Regions from separate parts of the Gossypium hirsutum genome. Here all the other regions are linked to region 3. A link is a contact called in public Hi-C data. All regions are on one chromosome and are shown on one strand. The core of a region is the stretch at or near the end of the contact, and the rest is flanking DNA. Distances in the headings are between cores, read along the strand shown.

What was found. Hi-C and Micro-C count contacts between places; a contact is called where the count stands out from the background.
Region 1: a Hi-C map of leaf shows a contact between it and region 3, with 1.9 times the contacts expected there. The contact joins the promoter of LOC107895155 here to the promoter of LOC107895161 in region 3. A contact is called at or near these places in 2 of 34 Hi-C or Micro-C datasets (both in leaf).
Region 2: a Hi-C map of hypocotyl shows a contact between it and region 3, with 5 times the contacts expected there. The contact joins the promoter of LOC107895159 here to the promoter of LOC107895161 in region 3. A contact is called at or near these places in 22 of 34 Hi-C or Micro-C datasets (anther, callus, fibers and 4 more).

The regions. Positions count from the first base shown.
Region 1 is chrA13:91,438,710-91,442,318 of Gossypium_hirsutum_v2.1, forward strand. LOC107895155 (probable amino acid permease 7) reads right to left here and starts at 1,631. Exons shown (of 7, transcript XM_016820401.2): 1 at 1,396-1,631; 2 at 1,046-1,282. The coding sequence starts at 1,468.
Region 2 is chrA13:91,486,315-91,489,565 of Gossypium_hirsutum_v2.1, forward strand. LOC107895159 (cytochrome c oxidase assembly protein COX15) reads right to left here and starts at 1,506. Exons shown (of 7, transcript XM_016820408.2): 1 at 995-1,506; 2 at 56-351. The coding sequence starts at 1,159.
Region 3 is chrA13:91,637,157-91,640,932 of Gossypium_hirsutum_v2.1, forward strand. It overlaps LOC107895161 (protein DNA-DAMAGE INDUCIBLE 1), which reads left to right and starts at 2,504. Exons shown (of 15, transcript XM_016820410.2): 1 at 2,504-2,760; 2 at 2,919-2,951; 3 at 3,204-3,331; 4 at 3,457-3,688. The coding sequence starts at 2,695.

The DNA of each region.
Region 1 (3,609 bases), core at 381-2,880, 200 kb before region 3:
TTAACAGCTGGTGAACAAACGGTGAAGTGTGGTTTTAGTAGGCATTTGCTTTCAATATAAAGATTGGCCTCATGGCTCTGGTGCATGATTTAGATTGAGAATTACTTGGTTTTCAATCTCCTTTTATCCAAGAGAATATGCCAACTGTTGGCTTTTTATGTAGGCTGATTAGATCTGATTTTAAAGTTGAAATAGTTTAGAAATTCTTGGAGATTCATGAATCCCTGATGCATACAAGTGGAAACTCAGGAAAAGACTTGCGTGAAAATATGAAATTTAGTGATATAAGTGGTGGACACCTATGCATTATATGATCAATCCAGAAATTCAATGGTCAAAGGGCCCATACATAATCATCATCATTAGGATGAAATATTCATGATTATCATCACGACCTCAATCAATGAATTTCCCCTCACTCGAAGCCGAGTTTGTCTAACTTAGCAAGGCATGACAAAATCTAATTCCTTTGTGGGCTTCCTACATGGATGGATTTGACTTTAATAGTGATTAAAGAAAATGGTTTTAATAATTAATTTAGTATCTAATGTTTTAGTTTATTTTGATAATCGAGTTTTTTTAATTTGATATTAAAATTTTTTTTTCTCAGATTTTAATTTTAATGTTCAATTTGGTCCATATACTTTCTTTGTGTCTCAATTAAGTATGTATGGTTATTAAAGCATATGAGTCAATCACTCATCGGGTCACATGATGAACTCAAGTAAAGAAAAAAAAGCAGAAAATTGAACATTGAAATGAACAAAGATATTAGCGAAAGAAAATTGTTGCAGGGCTGCAGAACTATGAAGATGAAAAGTCTACCGTCTTTTCTTTGTAGGTTCAGTGATTGAATCTACCATTCCACATCGACCTATCTTTTCTCAACTACCTTCAAAACTCTAGCATACGTTTTTTTTTTTCAGAGTTCCTCCAATAGAAACTCTGAAATCTACCGACGATATAATGATTAAGAATATGTTCTGATGAAGTTTCAAAGATGGAGTCGATAAAAAAAGATGATAAACTGTTTTAAAAATCTCACCTAAATTCATGTTAACAGCATCGATGTAGGATTGATTTCTGACGGGTCCAACTTCAGGATCAGGCGTTTTATAACAGTTGCAGAGAAGATACGTGGAAATCAAAGTTACGGACGCGAAGAGCACCATAGCCAAAGGTCCGGCAATCCACCCCAACTGAGCCATGCTCCACGCCAGAGATAGCACCCCGGCGCCTATGACCCCCGTTATTATATGCGCCACCGCCGTCCATACATTCCCTTCATCCAACCATCAATAAAAAATCCAAATGATTAAATTTCAATTGAAACACAAAATCAGGATGTATTTGGAGATAAAATCATTAAAACTGAAACAAAGGGAACACAGTTACCGGTTCTATGGAGATGATTATGATGCTTCTTGTTCAACAATGGGGTTTGATTACTAGAATGAGCTTCTTCCATGGCCTTTTTAGTTTAGCATTTAAGTATAATTTTGGTTTAAATTTATAGAAGAAGATTGCGTACAAAGAAGCAACTTTGAATTTGAATTAAAATTAAATGGGAAAAACGATGTGTAGTACTTTCGTGTTGCATGATCAAACTACTGGAATTTTACTGAATCTTCTTTTCTTTTAATTACTACTATTTGCTTATGTAGTAAAATCAGTCACCAAATTTTGAATATTGAATTTTAAATTATAAACTTGAAACCTTTAAAATTTAAATTTGGAATCCTGAACTCGTAGTTCAAGATTTGGGATTTAAATTTTCAATTTGAGGGTAAAAAATTACAAAAAATTATATATTATTAACATAAAAAATTATTAAAATATCATTAATTAATTAAAAAATTTATGGTAGAAAACTTCGTAAAATAATTTCTCGTAATAAGACATGGAACACTCGCATTGAAAAGTAATACTTAGCACGCACGCTCATTGAAATAAGAAAATCTCACCTAAATCGTCTCATCTATCCTCCTAAGGAGAAGTTTGGTTCCAAACCCCTGTTCAAACAGGAGAAGTATGCCATGCTAATGTGCCTTGGGTGATCCATATCTCAGGGTCAGGCGTTGATGAGCACATTGAACCATCCATATGGCTGAGAGCCCTCACAGCCCAGGCACAACAACGCAATTATCAAGGGCATGCTCTACCGCTGAGGTAATAGCCCGTCGTGCGAGCCTCCCGCTGGGGACTCGCTATGGGCCCACTATGACCAAAGTGAGAGAAACTCGATCCCTCTCTTTCCTTTTTATGCCCCCATGTCACCACATAGGAGGGACCCGAAGGCATAAAAGGAGATCCTATCAACTTGTTCCGACCTAGGATAATAAGCTCATGGGCTTGGTCTTACTTCACCATCGAGAAACGAAAGAAAGCTTCCATCTCCAAGTTTAATTCAAACGTAGCTCGCTTCTTTTTGGGTGTGAAGCATTGTCAAACCAAAATACGCAACAAGCATTAGCTATCCCTGAAAAGGAAGTGGTCTAGTCATACCTTCCAGTATGGCTACCTTGTTACGACTTCAGTCCAGTCACTAGCCATGCCTTCAACATCCCCCTCCTTGCGGTTAAGGTAACAACTTCGGGCATGGCCAGCTCCCATAGTGTGACAGGCGATGTGTATAAGGCCTGGGAATGAATTCACTGTCGTATGGCTAACCGGCGATTACTAGCGATTTCCGGCTTCATGCAGGCGAGTTGCAGCCTACAATTCGAATTGAGGACGGGTTTTTGGAGTTAGCTCACCCTCGCGAGATCGCAACCCTTTGTCCCGTCCATTGTAGCACATGTGTCGCCCAGGGCATAAGGGGCATGATGACTTGACGTCATCCTCACCTTCCTCTGGCTTATCACCGGCAGTCTACTTAGGGTTCCAAACTCAACGGTGGCAATTAAACACGAGGGTTGTACTCGTTGCGGGACTTAACCCAACACCTTACGGCACGAGCTGATGACAACCATGCACCACCTGTGTCCGCGTTCTCAAAAGCACAATAAGAAAATCTCACAGCTATAAAAATAAAATACATATTTTAAAAGATTTTATTTTATTTAAGTAGCACTATATATCTTTTAAATATATATTAAAGATAGAAATAAGGGTAAACTATAAAAATAATCATTTTTGTTTGCCTCATATTACAATTAGTTATTTTTGTTTGAAATGTTACATTTTAGTCACTTCTGTTATCGTTTTGTTACGAAATGGTCACTCTATCGTTATGTTACCCTTATCTCCCTAACGGCGATCCTACGTGGCAGTCCAAATGGGTTTTAAATAACAATTTGGATGTCTTACGTGACAGTCCAAATTAAATTTATTTAATTAAAAACCTATTTTTATCTCAGTAACTAGACATCCAAATTGGCATATAAAATCTATTTGGACTGTCACATAAGACTGTCATTAAGGAGGTAGTGGAGTTTAACGGTAGAATGACCATTTCGTAACAAAACGATAACGTAAGTGATAAAAATATAATATTTCAAACATAAGTGACTAAAATAACTATTTTTATAGTTTAGCTTAAAAATACATAGATATTAAGTAAAGAAACATGTATCATTTAATGCAAGTAAACGACAATAGAAGACGAAT
Region 2 (3,251 bases), core at 256-2,755, 150 kb before region 3:
GTGAAACTACGATTATTGTAGCAAATACATCATTATAACAGATTTTTGCTCATACCGCTTGTACTCTGGTGACTGCTTGTATTTCTCAAACTCTTGCTGCCACTCGTCATCAGATAGGGGAGGAAGGTTCCCGGTGAATTTCCAATCAGTCATTGAAAGGCCAGATCGGGTTAATCGAGTGACACCACCTAGTACCACCATACTAAAAACCCATGCAGCAGAACCGAAAAGCCATATCCCCACCATTTTCTGAGCACGTGGACCTGCAGTTACTAGCATCTTCAATCCCTCCTCCTCAGTGCCAACAGAAGCCACGGTGGACATATTCCTGAAAGACGGCACATGATGTCCCTAAAACGAATAAAAGATCTTACTTTTAGTCACATTCACATACAAATTGGAGAGCATATCACCATTGTTCTTTTACATAACTTTAAGAGAAAATCTACAGCAGAAACAACTTTTTTTCATTGGATGTTAAAACAAGACTTGAACCACCATTTTCACCTTCAAGTACTTATGCTAAATGTAGCCTCTACATGGATATAGAAAAGGCAATACAGATCAAAATCCCTAATAGTTCTTTAAATTAGAACCAGGGAATGCATCTGTTATGCTAGAATAAAAAACTAATCCCAAGTGCTGTCATCTAACTCATATTATGGTTCTAGTATGAATGTTTCTAATTTTAAATGACTTCCCATCATTCATCCCACACTCCAAAAGCTTTAATCAAACAAATCCAAAAAAAGGGGATGATCCAAGTCACTTGTTCTCCCACCAATAACCACAATCTATCGGCATCACAGTAGGGAAATGAAGATTCCAATTACTCAACAAAAAACTTAAAGAAATACGCTAAAAGAAAGTGATCAATCCAATCACATCCCTTCTCAAGAACTAAAAAATTAACTAAAAATGACTAATTCGAAAAAAAAAAAGATACCCATGTCAATAAAATGAAGAAAGAATAAAAATCGAGAGATAAAAGAACCTTAGGCAGAGATCTAAAGCCAAAAAAGGAGGTCCTAGCAACTGCATTAGCAGAAGAAGGCGTAAAACAACGAGAGGAACAGGTTCCCTTGAGATTGGATGGTAAGCTGTTGATTATAGCTTTGTTTCTCCTTAGAATTGAAGCAACTACTCTGCTTTGAAACATTTTTTTTGGCTTTGGGGGGGGGGGATTAGTGTCTTCTCTCTGGGTTTCTCTTGGGTTTAATTCTTAAAACTGTGGGTTTATGGTTCTCAAAAGGGAAACAAAAAAAAAACTGTGGGTTTATGGAGGTTTTACGACATTGTAAAAAGGGATTGCTCAGTTCGATGGGTTTGCAGGATCCCTTTGTTGGTTTCAAACCGCTAGTTTACCAAAAAGGCAAAAACATGATTCACCGTTGGCACTGAAATGAAATGTCAAGAAAATTGAGGTGATTTGAGTGCCACACTACACCTTTCCAATGCCCGGATAGCCCACTGGGTCTAATAAACCCAGCCTGATTTGGATCAAACTTTGAACAAGAATATTGTATTTTGGATTTGAATTCATTTTAAATAATAAAAAATAATTTTAAATTTAATTAAAAGATATTAATATAAAATATTCTTAATATTTTATTATTTTTAATAGTAAAATAATTTTTTTTAGTGAATCATGTTGGCCCGAAATGGGTATGAACGTGAAAATTTTTTGAAATCAAGCCTTGAGTTGGCCCAACTCATGAGAGGCTCTAGACTCAACTCATAACTAAATATTTTTTTCTTCATTTGATATAAATTATAAACCTGAACATAAATCCTTCTCACCATTGAATAAGAAGAAAAATGTGTTGAACACGCTCGAACCAATAAGATATTATTTTTTATTTTTATATTATAAAACTTATGTCATATAAAACTTATAATATAAATATTAATAATATATGTGATTGTTTATGTTTATTACTAAAATAAATATTAATTAAAAATTATATAAAATTCCTAAATTTTAATAAAAGTTTATATGTATATGTACACAAAAAATTTCGATCCTAAATTGAATTGAAAAATTAGAATCAAATTTTATTTGTGTTCTTTGAAAAGAGTACAATTTTTGAATTTTTTAATTACAAAGAGAACTCTTTTAATTCTTATTTTTGATGGAGCAATCCAAAAACCATCTAAATTTGATCTTAAAAAGATGTGGTTTGCTTTAAGGGTCATTAAGTCTTGATATTGAAGTTGAATTTAGTAAAATGTTTGCTTAAGAATTTGATTTGATTAAATTTAAGGATCTTTGATATGATCTTAAATCAATAATTTTCGCTTCAAAAGTCATCGAAACTTGATCTTAAAAATGAATTATCTCTTTTATATTGATACAACTGAATTAGAGATGATCATTTTATTTGTATCCTAATTTTCAGAATTTTTTAATATTTTACTATCCGTAAATTTTTTTTTATTGAGAATTTGAACCCAAATTTAAAATGCATGCCACTTATATTTTTGTTTAACTCAAAAAAAAAAACTCAAAATTCAAAGTGAAAGTGGTCTAAAAAGCATCCGCATTTGGGGGCAAAAGAACGTCTAAGGGTAGCACTTTTAAAAAAAAATGTCTGCTGGCAGTAGGGATATAAAAGCTTTTATGCTTTTTAAGGGAGAAGAGATCTTGAGCGCCAAAGAGGCTGTGAGCGCCACTCATAAGGGCATTGCCCACGCATATCACATGGTTAGGTGAGTTTGGATGGACGGTGTATTTATTTGTGATTAGTATAAAAATAGTGATGGCGGTGAGATTAAATACTGTAACGATATTATAGCATGAGATAAAAAATAAGCTAAACGCACCATACCGCACCGCCGCCCCAAACGAAGCCTAAATCTCGAACGTTGGAGCCCCCACCGTCAATTAGGATCTCGACTATGCTCCAACGAGGCATTTCAGAAGTACAAAATGACGCAACAAGTCCTTCCCCTCACCTCCAAAGTTAGGAATTCCGCAAGCTTTAATATAAGGATGGTTTAGATTATTTTAGATGAAAGATTTTGTTTCAAGAGTATTTTAAATTTGATCTTAATCTACAATAATTTTAATTTGATACATAATATTTTATAATTAATTTAAAATTTCTTTGTTCACAAATATCCTCTGCATGAATTTTGGAATATAAAAAATAATTAATCTTAAATTTAATCTGGTGTTGCTCCATAAATTTGAAGGAGAAAAAAGGCACATTATGCAGCCACGTAAAAGATTAAGCTGCCAATAACCATGA
Region 3 (3,776 bases), core at 1,254-3,753:
TTGAGTAAAGACAAACTCGACAATGAGTTTGGTTCAGATAGCAAGGAAGATAAACAAATTTTCGTTTTGGTAACATCAAAGAAGCGAGACAAGAGCTCCTCTTTGCTGACATTTGTGGAAAGTCTGTCTTTCAGCAGTACTATTGCTTAATTGAGCCAATGACTACGAATAGAAACTATTTTCCCAAGTCTGGATTGCCTACTTCTTGGGAATTTTCCATTGTTGATTTTGTTAAATGCGATTGTGATGCCTCTTTAGATCTTGTTTGAAGTGGTTGATGGATGGTGGAATTTGATTGCAAAAGCCTTTACTATTCGAGTCGGCATGTTTGTGGACTAAAGACAGGGTCTGAGTTGGACCGCCACAACGGAGCAAGATATTTGTTTCTTGTGTTATACCCATTTTTGATGATTGAAAAGAAACACTAAATCTTTTGCAAATTTAGAGTGTGAAAAATGGCTTAAAGCCCAGTCCATATGTTTATAACCAAAGTCACAAACATATCACTCCACGTTTTTCTCAGATCCAAAAACCTCCATTTCCCACTCCCCTTTTCACGTCTCTCTTTCTGTTAAAAACCAAAAAGTTTCCCTGTAAATAAAAGAAAAAAAAAGATGTGTTTTGGGAGAATATGTATGTGCTGCACATGTTTGGTAATTATAGTGATTGTGATCGGTACTTTGTTTGGTTTTGGTGTTTTCAAGAAAGGGATAGAGAAGATAAAAAATTCAACGCACGATGAGATTGATTTTTATCCCTGTGATCCTTTATTCTCTCCTTGTGGAAGGCCTTTCTTGGGTTATGGAGCTCCACTTCAATTCTAATTTCCTCCCTCCCATTTTTTTGGTTTTTAAATCTCATTTTTTTCCCAGTTTGGATTGTTTCTTTCTTGGGATTTATGAATATTATGATGTGTTTGTTTGTACCTGTTTATATTTAGATTCTTGAGTGATGCTCTTCAATTTAAAGACGTGATTTTTTTAATGTGGCCTCTCTGCGTAAGTTAGGAGGGATATGGACTTTTTGGAATTCAAAGCTGAAACACTCAATTTAATTATTTCAAAAGTTGAAGGAGGATAGACATCCTGATTCACTCAGTAGTGGAGTCAAGAAAATTTTTTTTTGTCAGAATTAAATTGTATATTTTTATAATAGTAAAAATATAATTTCATATTTTAATAGTTTATATTTTTATAATTTTTTAAAAGTTAAAATGATTAAATTTTTATTATTTTTAGACATAAAAATATTATTTTACTATTATTAATTTAAAATTTTATAAATCATAAAAGATTTAAATTAAAAATTCTCTTAGTAATCAGTCACTGAATTCAATACAAAAAACTAAAATATGAAGTGAATTATGATAAGAACAAATTACATAATATATAAATAAATACTAAATACTAATGGAGACTTGGTTAACTTTTTGGGTTTAGAGATGGAAGTTGTTAATAACTTAAAAAAGGCAATGGAAATACATGGATTGAATAAAGGAGCTAGGTTCTGCAATCGGACATAAGAACCATTATATTATTTAATAATTTGAATCCAACCGCACAGTCTGAACCCAACTCAATTGTTGAAACACCTCAACTTTTCCCGTTTAGGCGGTCAATATCATTTTTCACCTCCCTCTTTAAAACAATCAAATAAATTTTATTCCCTATCAATTTTAAATACAATATTAGTTTTTTTAATTAATTTTACATAATTTTATTAGTTAATAATAATTTTAACTCTCAAAATTTATAAATTTTATTTTTTTAATATATATTTTTAAGCTAAAGTTTTTTATATATTATCTTTTAATTTTTTAAAATTTTATATATTTTTTATATATTTTTTTAAAATCAGGATCAAGTTGATAGAATATATAAATATTAATGACTTAATTTATTATTAATCAATCAAAACTACATACGATTGATAGAAAATATCAATTTTTATGATTAATTGTCTTTAATTACTCACTTTTGAAATCTTTAAAAATTAAATTGTTTCAATTTTTTTAAGAAGGACCAATTCGTTTCGATGTTGAAATTGAGGACTAAAGAGGTATTTTCACCTTTAAGCTTCATTTGAAATAATGTCATGAAAAAAAAAGGCAAAGCACAAAAATAATTACTTAACTATTCAATTTATTCTATTTTAGTCATCCACTGTTAATATTTTTTGTTTAATTACTTAATTTTTTAAAATTAAATATTTTAGTTACTTTTGTCTTCAGAGAGTAACAAAAGTTTAATGTCAATTTTTTTTATTAAGTAATAATAAATTTGGTCATCAATGTTTACAAAATTTATTATTTTAATTATAATACTAAAAATTATAACATATATTTAGAAAAACTTAAAAATATCTGTATATTTACCTTTTTTTTTTTTAAGGAATTTAAATTTAGTATCATAGACCAAAATCGATATTGATATACTTATCTAAAAGAAAACGTACAGTGGAAGACTACCAATAAAAGTATGACATGTAAGCGATTAACTCTAGACCCCATTGTGGAGAATCACTTGCACCTACTTCGACAACAAGTTAAAAGAGCGAAGGGAACTGAAACTCTGTCGTAAGAAACAACATCCAATATAAAGTAAATTCAAACAAAGGTAAATTAAACCCAAAACTTTCATAAAATCAAACCCTTCAGCTAACAAGAGACGAAGAAGATCTAAAGCTACTGCCGGGATGAGAATTACTGTAATGACTGCAGATGAACAGATCCTTAGCTTGGATGTTGATCCTCATGAAACTGTTAAGCACCCTTTAATCCCTTCTTTTAATTCTTTACTCCTTTTTGCTGATTTTTTTTACTTGTTTTATTAGATTGAATTTGTTTTGAAAGCTACCCCTTTTTCCTCAATCTTTATACTTATTTTGCTGATTTTGGTATTTTCCTTTGTTTCTAATAGGTTGAAAATTTGAAAGCTTTGCTAGAAGTTGAGGTAAGAGATTAGTACCGTTTTTTTCTTTATGTTTCCTTTTTAAATTATTTAATCCTTTTGGGGGTTAACTGAAACCATTGTCTTTCCTTAGTTTTGGGGTTCTTGAAAGTTGATTATTGAGATTCATTAGCTTACGTTAGTTGATAAAAAATACAATTTTTATCCCTTCCTTCCCCAAAAGAAGTTTTGAGAGTTGGAGGTGGATCGAAGTTTATGCTAATAGGTTAGAGCTTGTTTGGGTTTTATGGGCAGACTATGGTGCCATTGCAGCAGCAGCAACTGTTGTTTAATGGAAGGGAAATGAACAACTCTGAGAAATTGAGTGCTTTGGGTGTTAAGGATGATGACCTAGTTATGATGGTCTCTGGTGTTGCTTCAAGGCAAGTAGTTTTCTTATCTTGTTTTTTGACGTTGACTCTTTTTAATCTCATCTGTTGAAATATCACTGACCTGACTTGGATGCTTGTTATGAGATTTTTAACATGGATGTGTACTGTCAATGCAGTGGCAGTGCATCTAGGAATGACTTGAGCTTGAATCCTGATGGATCTGCCGTGAATCCTGCAGCTTTCCAACAACAGATTCGACAGGATTCTAATCTAATTGGACAATTATTTCAGACCGATCCTGAGCTTGCTCAAGCCGTTGTCGGAAACGATCTCAACAAACTGCAGGAGATTCTCCGAGCTCGTCATCAACGAAGATCTGAATTGCGACAACAAGAGGAGGAGGAGCTTGTGAGTAGCTTATATTAGTTGTCTATGCCTTTAGTTGGTTGTGAATCAGTGGTGAATGTATCATGATTTGATAAAATTATTGAGAAAA